2 separate regions of the Triticum aestivum genome follow, and region 1 is linked to region 2. Evidence: chromatin contacts called from public Hi-C data. All regions are on one chromosome and are shown on one strand. The core of a region is the stretch at or near the end of the contact, and the rest is flanking DNA. Distances in the headings are between cores, read along the strand shown. Region 1 holds the start of LOC123123128 (probable glutamate carboxypeptidase PLA3). Region 2 has its middle 11 kb from the start of LOC123123126.

Region 1 (3,697 bases), core at 1,142-3,641, 52 kb before region 2:
TCTGTTGACACAGACTTACCATTCCAAACTCTTCAGCATCCCAGCTACAAAGAATGATAGTCCTCCGTGGTGTCCAACCTGACCGCAGCATTATTCCAAGACGGCGAGCAACATCAAGAAGCGCAGCTGTCCCACTATTAGGATCAACTGCTCCATACGTCCATGCATCTCGGTGGTTCCCAAGGATCACGTAACGATCAGGTTCTTCGCGTCCTTTTATGACAGCAAAAATATCCTTTATCGTAGCCATCTTCCTGTCCTCCTTAAAAACAGAGATGAGAAGACCGTTTTTTCAGAAATTAAAGCCACCATGAGCTTGAATATTGTCGATGAGGTACAAGTAGTATTTGAAAGGAGATGCAACAACACAAAACTCCAAAGAAAATACTTATGAACGTACGGCAATTATATGGCCTTTTGTTTGTCCAGCACTACCTGGCCCACCCAAAAATGACAAAATGGTATACATCATCAACAGAACAAAGTCACCCAAAGGTTGCAAAATTTACAGCACCGAAATGTTCTGTTATTTCATACTCAAATTACTTTGCTATATCGCCAGAAAAATCTCCCTTCACAAATTATAATCCATATTCTGAGAATGCGAAAGGATTAAGGATGTTATGGAACCATGAGAAAGGGAAGCAAAAATTACCACTCTACATATATTAGTGACTTACAAATGGAGGAGAGCAAAGATGCGATAAATGTGGGCAGACAAGGAAGCCATTATCTGCCTTTCATGAATAAAGTGAGGAAGTATATACACAGCAAAAGAAGGAGGCATCCAAGCTCCCTTCACCGTGTATCCGTAACAATAATCTTCAGAAAGCCAACCAACCTGTACTGGCAGCAAAAACTACCTGGGGGCGCACTAAACACCAAACAGAGCCGCTATTTGACACAGTCTTTGCTTTGCCATGGAAAAAGATCAAAAGATGCAAGGACCGCTGGAACCATATCCCAAATAGTGAGGTCGACAACGACATGAGTCACTGTAATTCCCTGCTTAAATTTGGTAGTAGCAGTAGTACAAATGTACAATACAGATGCAGGCCACAGACCACACACTCTACCAGATTAAGCAAACGTCAACCTCGGTGAGTTCCTAACAAAAATGGGTCAAATTAGCAGCCTATCTATGGAAACCCCAAAATTCAGGTGGTCGGTCGACGGAATTTCCCGTTTTCGCGTCCTTCTTGTCCGCCTCTGTCTGTACATGGCGACAGCAAAATACCAAACCAATGCCTATGTACACCTGAATACCTGGTAGGTGAAGTTGACCAGCGTGGGGCCTGGTCCGACGCCGCCGGCGTGGCCCTCGAGCCCGAGCCCCGCGCGCCACTCCGCCGGCAAGGCCGGCCCGCCCAGGCTCCGCACGATGGCCGAGGCCGTGTCGGCCGACACCGGCATGGACGGGATCGTCGGGAACCGCCGCCGGACCGCCTCGTGGTCGAACCCTAGCCGCTCCGCGCCGTCCGCCGCGGCCCAGCCGGGCGTGAGCGGGTCGCCGGGGCCCCCCAGGAGGACTGTGCCCCTCTCGACGCCGCCGTCCGCGCGGCCGGCGATGAGCACTGCGACGGCGCCCCTCCCCGCGGCGCGCGCCACCACCCCGCCGCGGTACCCGCCCCCGCGGACCGCCACGGCGACGCGGCCGCGGAGGGACACCCCGAGCCGGTCGAGCGCGGCGAGGTCCTCCTCGCGGCCCAGGTTGACGAACACCGCCTCCGCCACGGCCGCACCGGAGGGAGCATACGCGTGGTAGGGCCGCACGACGCGGCGGCCCGGGTCCGCCGGCTCGTCCGTCGACAGGTGCGCCAGGAGGGACCGGTCGGCGGCGAGCAGCGCGAGTGAGGCGTGCGCCCGGTACGAGAGCAGCGGTGCGTACTCGCGGGTCAGCGTCCTTAACCCCGCGGCGCGGAGCCGTGAGAGCACGTACGCGGCCACGCCCGCCGCCCCGGGCGTGCCCGCGAGGTGCGGCCCCGACGTGAGAGTGAGCAGGTCGGCGGCGATGCTGGCGTTGGCCCCCGGGGAGAGCGAGAGGAAGAGCGCGGCAGGGTCGGTGCCGGATTGGCCGGGGCGGGTCCCCGGCGGGCGGCCGTGGAGCACGAGCAGCGAGACGAGGAGCAGCAGGCCGAAGGGCAGGAGGAGGCGCGCGAGGCGGAGTGGCCGCGGCGAGGAAGACGGCGAGGAGGCGTGCGGCATTTCGCGGCGGCTGAGCCTGAGCGTGTGGGGGCTCGGAACACCAGCGGGCTTCGGGGGCGCGCCCACCACCCGTGCGCGGCTTTTACGGCCATGGAAAGGGGGCCGTTACCAACTTTAGCGCGGCTCGCCATCGCAGTACCCTGTACTCTACTTACTACAGTATACTGGTGGTCCTATACGTAGGAGTACGTTGTGGATGGGAAGATGCATGCTCTCGCCATTGCCGTTTCTTCAGATAAGTAAGAGTACGTGCGTAACGTACGAGTACTAGGCTTTACTACGAGCGGGGGTCCCGGGGAGCTTCCACTCGGAGCGAGTGCCGGCGGCGGGGCCGGCTGCGCTGCGCCGATTGGCCGGCCGGGGCGGTGCGCGGCGCACCTCGGCCCACTAGCGATGTGTGTGGGGGCGCGGGCTGTCGCCCCGCCGCCCGCGAGCGAGCTCCCTTTGCGACGTGCCGACTGCCGAGAGGGAGCGGGGCACGGACAGAGGACAGCGACCGGCGCACCTGTGGGCTGTGGCAGGCAGGTCGGTGCGTTTTGGGCTTTCGGATGCTCTCGGTGCCTGCCCTGTAGACCGATAGGGCATCGCACGTGGAAGAATGGGACGTGCTGGTTGTCGTCTCGCGGCGAACAAAGGTGTGTGTGCGTGCTCGTCCTTTATCCATGGGCATGTGCTTTATGTCACTTTGGATGAGACTCTGGCTAGCAGAGGCTGTGAGGTGAATAGTTGTGTTTTGCATCTTGCACTGCATTGCATTTGCAATTTTGCATACACCTCTCACGGAAGGAACTCCTCACAGCAGTGCCTGTGTGTCTCCATGTAAAGCTACTGGGAGTAGAATCTTCTTTCACATGTTTTAGTAGTAGTAGTAAAACAAAGAGAGATAGTAGTAGAAGTTTCGTAACTGAATCGCAAAACCCAGGAGAGAACTGTAAAACCGGACCACGGGTCTAGCCGTCGTCGCACACAAATCGCTTGACGGCCCGGACCACGCCGCTTCCGGCGTCGCCGTACGGCTCGATGACGAAGAACCCGTGGTCCTGCCCCTCGAACTCCACGAGCTCCACCGGCTTCCCCATCGCCTTCAACCTCGCGACGTAGTCCGCGGTTGGGCCGCGCAGCTGGTCGCGCTCGGCGGCCACCACGAGCATCGGCGGGAGCACGACGCCGTCCAGCGCCGGGCCCCCGGGCGCGAATGGGTTGGCCAGCGGGTGGTCGCGGTTCCTCGTGGACTCCGGCGGCAGCGCCAGGCGCCACAGCTGGTCGCACGCCGGCGCCCCGCCGAACAGCGGGCAGAGCATCGCGCACCCGGCGACGCGCGCGGGGTCGAGGCTGAGGCTGCCCAGCCCGAGACGGACGGACATGTGGTGGACGATGTTCCCGCCGGCCGAGTCGCCGCAAACGAACACCCGGCTCAAATCCGCCGACCCCGCGAGCCAGGGGTCGGCGCTCTCGGCCGCCGCCTGCCCGCGCACCCAGGACAGGAAGGTCG
Region 2 (3,860 bases), core at 210-2,709:
AGATAACAACAACTAGCCCTCTTGCAATAGAGATTTGGGCATCAAGATGGCCTATAATGAACATGGTGCAATTGAACAAAATGTAGAGAATCACGAGACGAACAATTTGACATATTACACACGCAAAACGAAGCTACATGTAGAAAGTTATGGAGCGTTGAACAGGTACAAATGCTGTAACAGGAAAAGACTTGGAATAATCGGGGGGAATCTTGGGTCAACCTTCGGTCAACCTGGATCCAGATCGAGGGCTCGGGCTCCCGAAGCGGCGGCGCGGGCGGCTCGCCAGAGAGGACGGGCGGCGGGAGAGGGCCGGCGGCCGACGACGGAGGGGAGGAGGCGCGGCGGCGGCGGAGAAGAGGGGCGGCGCCCGGGCGGCGGCGTGGCCGGACGGCGAGGTGCGGGCGGCGACGGGCGTGGCGCGCGGCGGTGGTGCGGCGACGAGGCGGCGCCGGCCGGCGGGCGGCGGGGAGCCGCGGCGGCGCGCGGGCTCGCGGGGGAGGCATCGGCCGCGGCGGCGCGGGGACGGCGGCGGTGACGTGTCACGCTGTGGTTGGTCGGGGCGGCGGAGCGGACATGTCTGTCGGTGGCAGTTTTTGTCCGGCGGCGCGGAGGGGACGAAGTTAGGGTTGGACTGCGAATGTATACGGGAGGGGATGCACTTATATAGCTAGAGGGAGCTAGGAGAGTCCAAATGAGGTGCGATTTTCGCCCACACGATCGTGATCGAACGACCTAGAGCATGGAAGAGAGTTTGGTGGGTTTTGGGCTGGTTTTTAGGGGTTTTTTGCTGGAACACACAAATGGACTTTGCGGATGCCCGGTTAACCGTTGGAGTACCAAACGACCTCCAAATGGAACGAAACTTGACCGATGGTCTACCGGTGGTATACTAAGGCCACTTGACAAGCCTCGTTCCATTCCGAGAAAGTTTGACACCCGCTCACGAAAGAAAACAAGAGGGGTGCACCGGAGGAGATGGGAGCGCCGGATTGCAAAACGGACAACGGGGAAAATGCTCGGATACATAAGACGAACACGTATGCAAATGCAATGTACATGATGACATGATATAAAATGCATGACATGAACAAAATGCAAAACGACAAACAGAACGGACCACGAAAGGAATATCATAGCACATAGCCGAAAATGGCAAGAGTTGGAGTTACAAATATGGCAAGTTACATCCGGGGTGTTACATCTTTTCAAAATCAGTAAACTATTTTTGATTTCACAATTATTTTAAACTGTATTAAAACCAGCCGGTTTTTTCCCTACCAGACCAGCAAACACACACACACAAAAAACTAACAGGCGAAGCATGAGGCCGAACGAGAGAGAGCGGGCGAAGCGAGCGAGAAAAAGAGCGAAGTTGGGCCGGGTACTTCTGCTCGCTGTGTGCGTGTGCGGATCAGTCCCACCGAAAATACGGCCCAGTTCCTCTCGCGAACGGCCCAGGTTACACGTAAGTTTGGCCCGCTCCATGTGTACCCATCCTGCTCCCCTGAACGAGACGGACACGGACCGGGAAACGCTCCCGTGTCTCTCTCTTACATAGGCGGCGGAACGGGACGGCCGCCCAGATCGCCGCCGCCGCGTTCGACGAGGGAGCCGGGGCACTGCAAGCCGGCCTACAGAATATAGAGAGAGACTGGTTCGGGGATGTTCGGACGGCCCAGCGGCGCGGCAGCTTCGTGGGTGGTGGGGCGGACGAGCATCTCTACGACGACCCGGACGCCGCCGCCATCCCAGCGCTCCTCGACTCCCGCTTCGACGGCGAGCAGGTCGACGCTCAAGCGCCTCCTGGCCCTCCTCTCGCAGGGCTTCTACGTCGCCCGCCTCTTCCCGCAGGTCCCGCGTCCCACTCCTCGTCTCGTCTCATCTCATCTCGCGTTTGCATCACAATCTTGTTATAGTTTCTTAGTTGTTTGTATGCATTGGGCATAGGATTGGAATAATATGAACATCTTAGAGCATCTCTAGCAGATTTCCTAAACTTTAATCCCTATAATTGACATTTGGTTCACGCAATTCATTGAACACTTTGCCCGCAAGCACGCCGTACACACACATTGAGCTAAATCCACCGCACACACATTGAATTTGATAAATTCATCATGCATACATTGAAAAAAAAAACATTGGCAGCTTTCCATTATGAACCGAACCCAACTAATTCAAACCATCATATAGATTCTGCAAAATAAACCATTGACATGGTTGCTGCCGTTGTCCGTACCCCACAAATCAAACCCAACCCAAGTCAAAAGCTAGTGTCTCTAGTTCCTCATCAAATCTACATGAAATTTATACATATACATACTACACAGCTGGCTCCCACCCGTCATCCTCTCCCTTTTCTCTCTCCCGCCGCCAAGTGAGCCTTAGCTGCTGAGTACTGCTATGCGGTCCATGCGATTTAGCGATATGTTTAGAAAGCAGTGGAAGAAAATAGCCCGCCTAGGCGAAGCTTAACCTTTCTAGGATGTAGGCAACAAGAAAACACCTAGCAATTCCTTTATCCTCGGTAGGAAGTTTAGATCTCCATATAATGAGCTCCAATATTATTACGGGCTTATAAGGATGGCTAGTAGAGTTTGTTAATAATTCTGGCAAATATATTTGTGTAGGTGATCAATAGTATCCATATATAGTTTGATTCTGCTATATGATGTAATATTTTATTCAAATGTCTCGTGGAACTGGCCCCTGTCCGCTAGATGCAACAAATGACAATAGTTTCTGTGGTTCCTTTTTAACATGCAAAAAGCGGTAACACACTGCATTGATGATTGTCTATCGGCACAGAGCCAAATATTTGATTATCTCATGTAGTACATAAATGATGTGATTTCCAGTAATATTTTCAGTCAGCTCTGAATGTTATTAGTTTGTTACTTATGTACTGACATTATTGTCCTGTTTTATGTTGTCCACATGAAGGTTGTTCTTCTCACTCAACAGATCTGCAGCTATCAGTAATATAATGAGTTGTTGTTTTGTTTCCAGGCCATGGTTCTTCCATCCCACCCTTATCTTCTCAAGGAAACACACATCAGTATTATTCATATGGTGGTGGATACCAGAGTGGTAGTACCACAAAAAAGATTGATATCCCAAATGGAAGGTATGCTACTTGGGAGTTTACTCGTTTGGTTTCTGCATTCTTGCAGTTGATACAAGGTTGCATGAGTGCAGTTTTTTTGCTCTGCTAACTTAATTTTCGTAACTTCTTTTAGATTGGTGTTATCATTGGAAAAGCTGGAGAAACTATACAACATATCCAACTTCAGTCAGGGGCAAAGATCCAAGTTACAAGGGACATGGATGTTCAACCCAGGTCACAGACAAGATTGGTTGATCACCAGATAAGCACAGCTGAGCAGTTGATAAGTGATGTTCTTGTAGAGGTACTGTGATATCTTTTTTATGGTTAGGACTTCACATTTAGTTGTGCATCCATTTATTCAACCATACTTGTCATGTGACCTGCAGGCTGATGCTGGCTCATTTGGCACTATCTCTAATTGGAGGTACAATGCACCGCAACCTAGTGCTGAGCAATCCTAGATGCAAATTGCTAAGGTAAACTGGCTGCTTTCTAGAACTGGGTTTGTTTGTCAGACTTTGAAAATCATACCACGCCCCAATATAGCAATGAGGGTTTCTTGTAAGCTTCCCAGTTGATATTATTTCACGGACTTCAGTTTCTTTGGTGGTGAAAAACCTTGCCTATTAATTCCATGTCTAACTATTTTTTGGTGAGACTATAAAATCCATGCACGCCAAATCTGGAGCTTGTATACAGGTTTGCGAAAATTCTTATTGCAAAGTCTAGCATAAATTTGCTGGCTGAA

What was found. A called contact is a pair of places that touch in the nucleus more often than the background predicts.
Region 1: a contact with region 2 is called in a Hi-C map of leaf, with 2.8 times the contacts expected there. The contact joins the promoter of LOC123123128 here to the enhancer-like site in region 2. A contact is called at or near these places in 3 of 5 Hi-C or Micro-C datasets (all in leaf).

Annotation. Positions count from the first base shown.
Region 1 is chr5D:493,523,907-493,527,603 of IWGSC CS RefSeq v2.1, reverse strand. LOC123123128 (probable glutamate carboxypeptidase PLA3) reads right to left here and starts at 2,391. Exons shown (of 10, transcript XM_044543579.1): 1 at 1,267-2,391; 2 at 20-262. The coding sequence starts at 2,205. LOC123125691 (probable carboxylesterase 15) reads right to left here. Exons shown (of 1, transcript XM_044546164.1): 1 at 3,060-3,697. The coding sequence ends at 3,156.
Region 2 is chr5D:493,471,165-493,475,024 of IWGSC CS RefSeq v2.1, reverse strand. It overlaps the pseudogene LOC123120980. Among protein-coding and RNA genes, the nearest start is that of LOC123123126, 11 kb to the right of the region's middle. Within about 2 kb of position 1,459, at least 7 of the 8 cell types and tissues checked have an H3K27ac peak or open chromatin away from gene starts, as enhancers often do. A contact at or near this core is called in leaf, where this site is marked.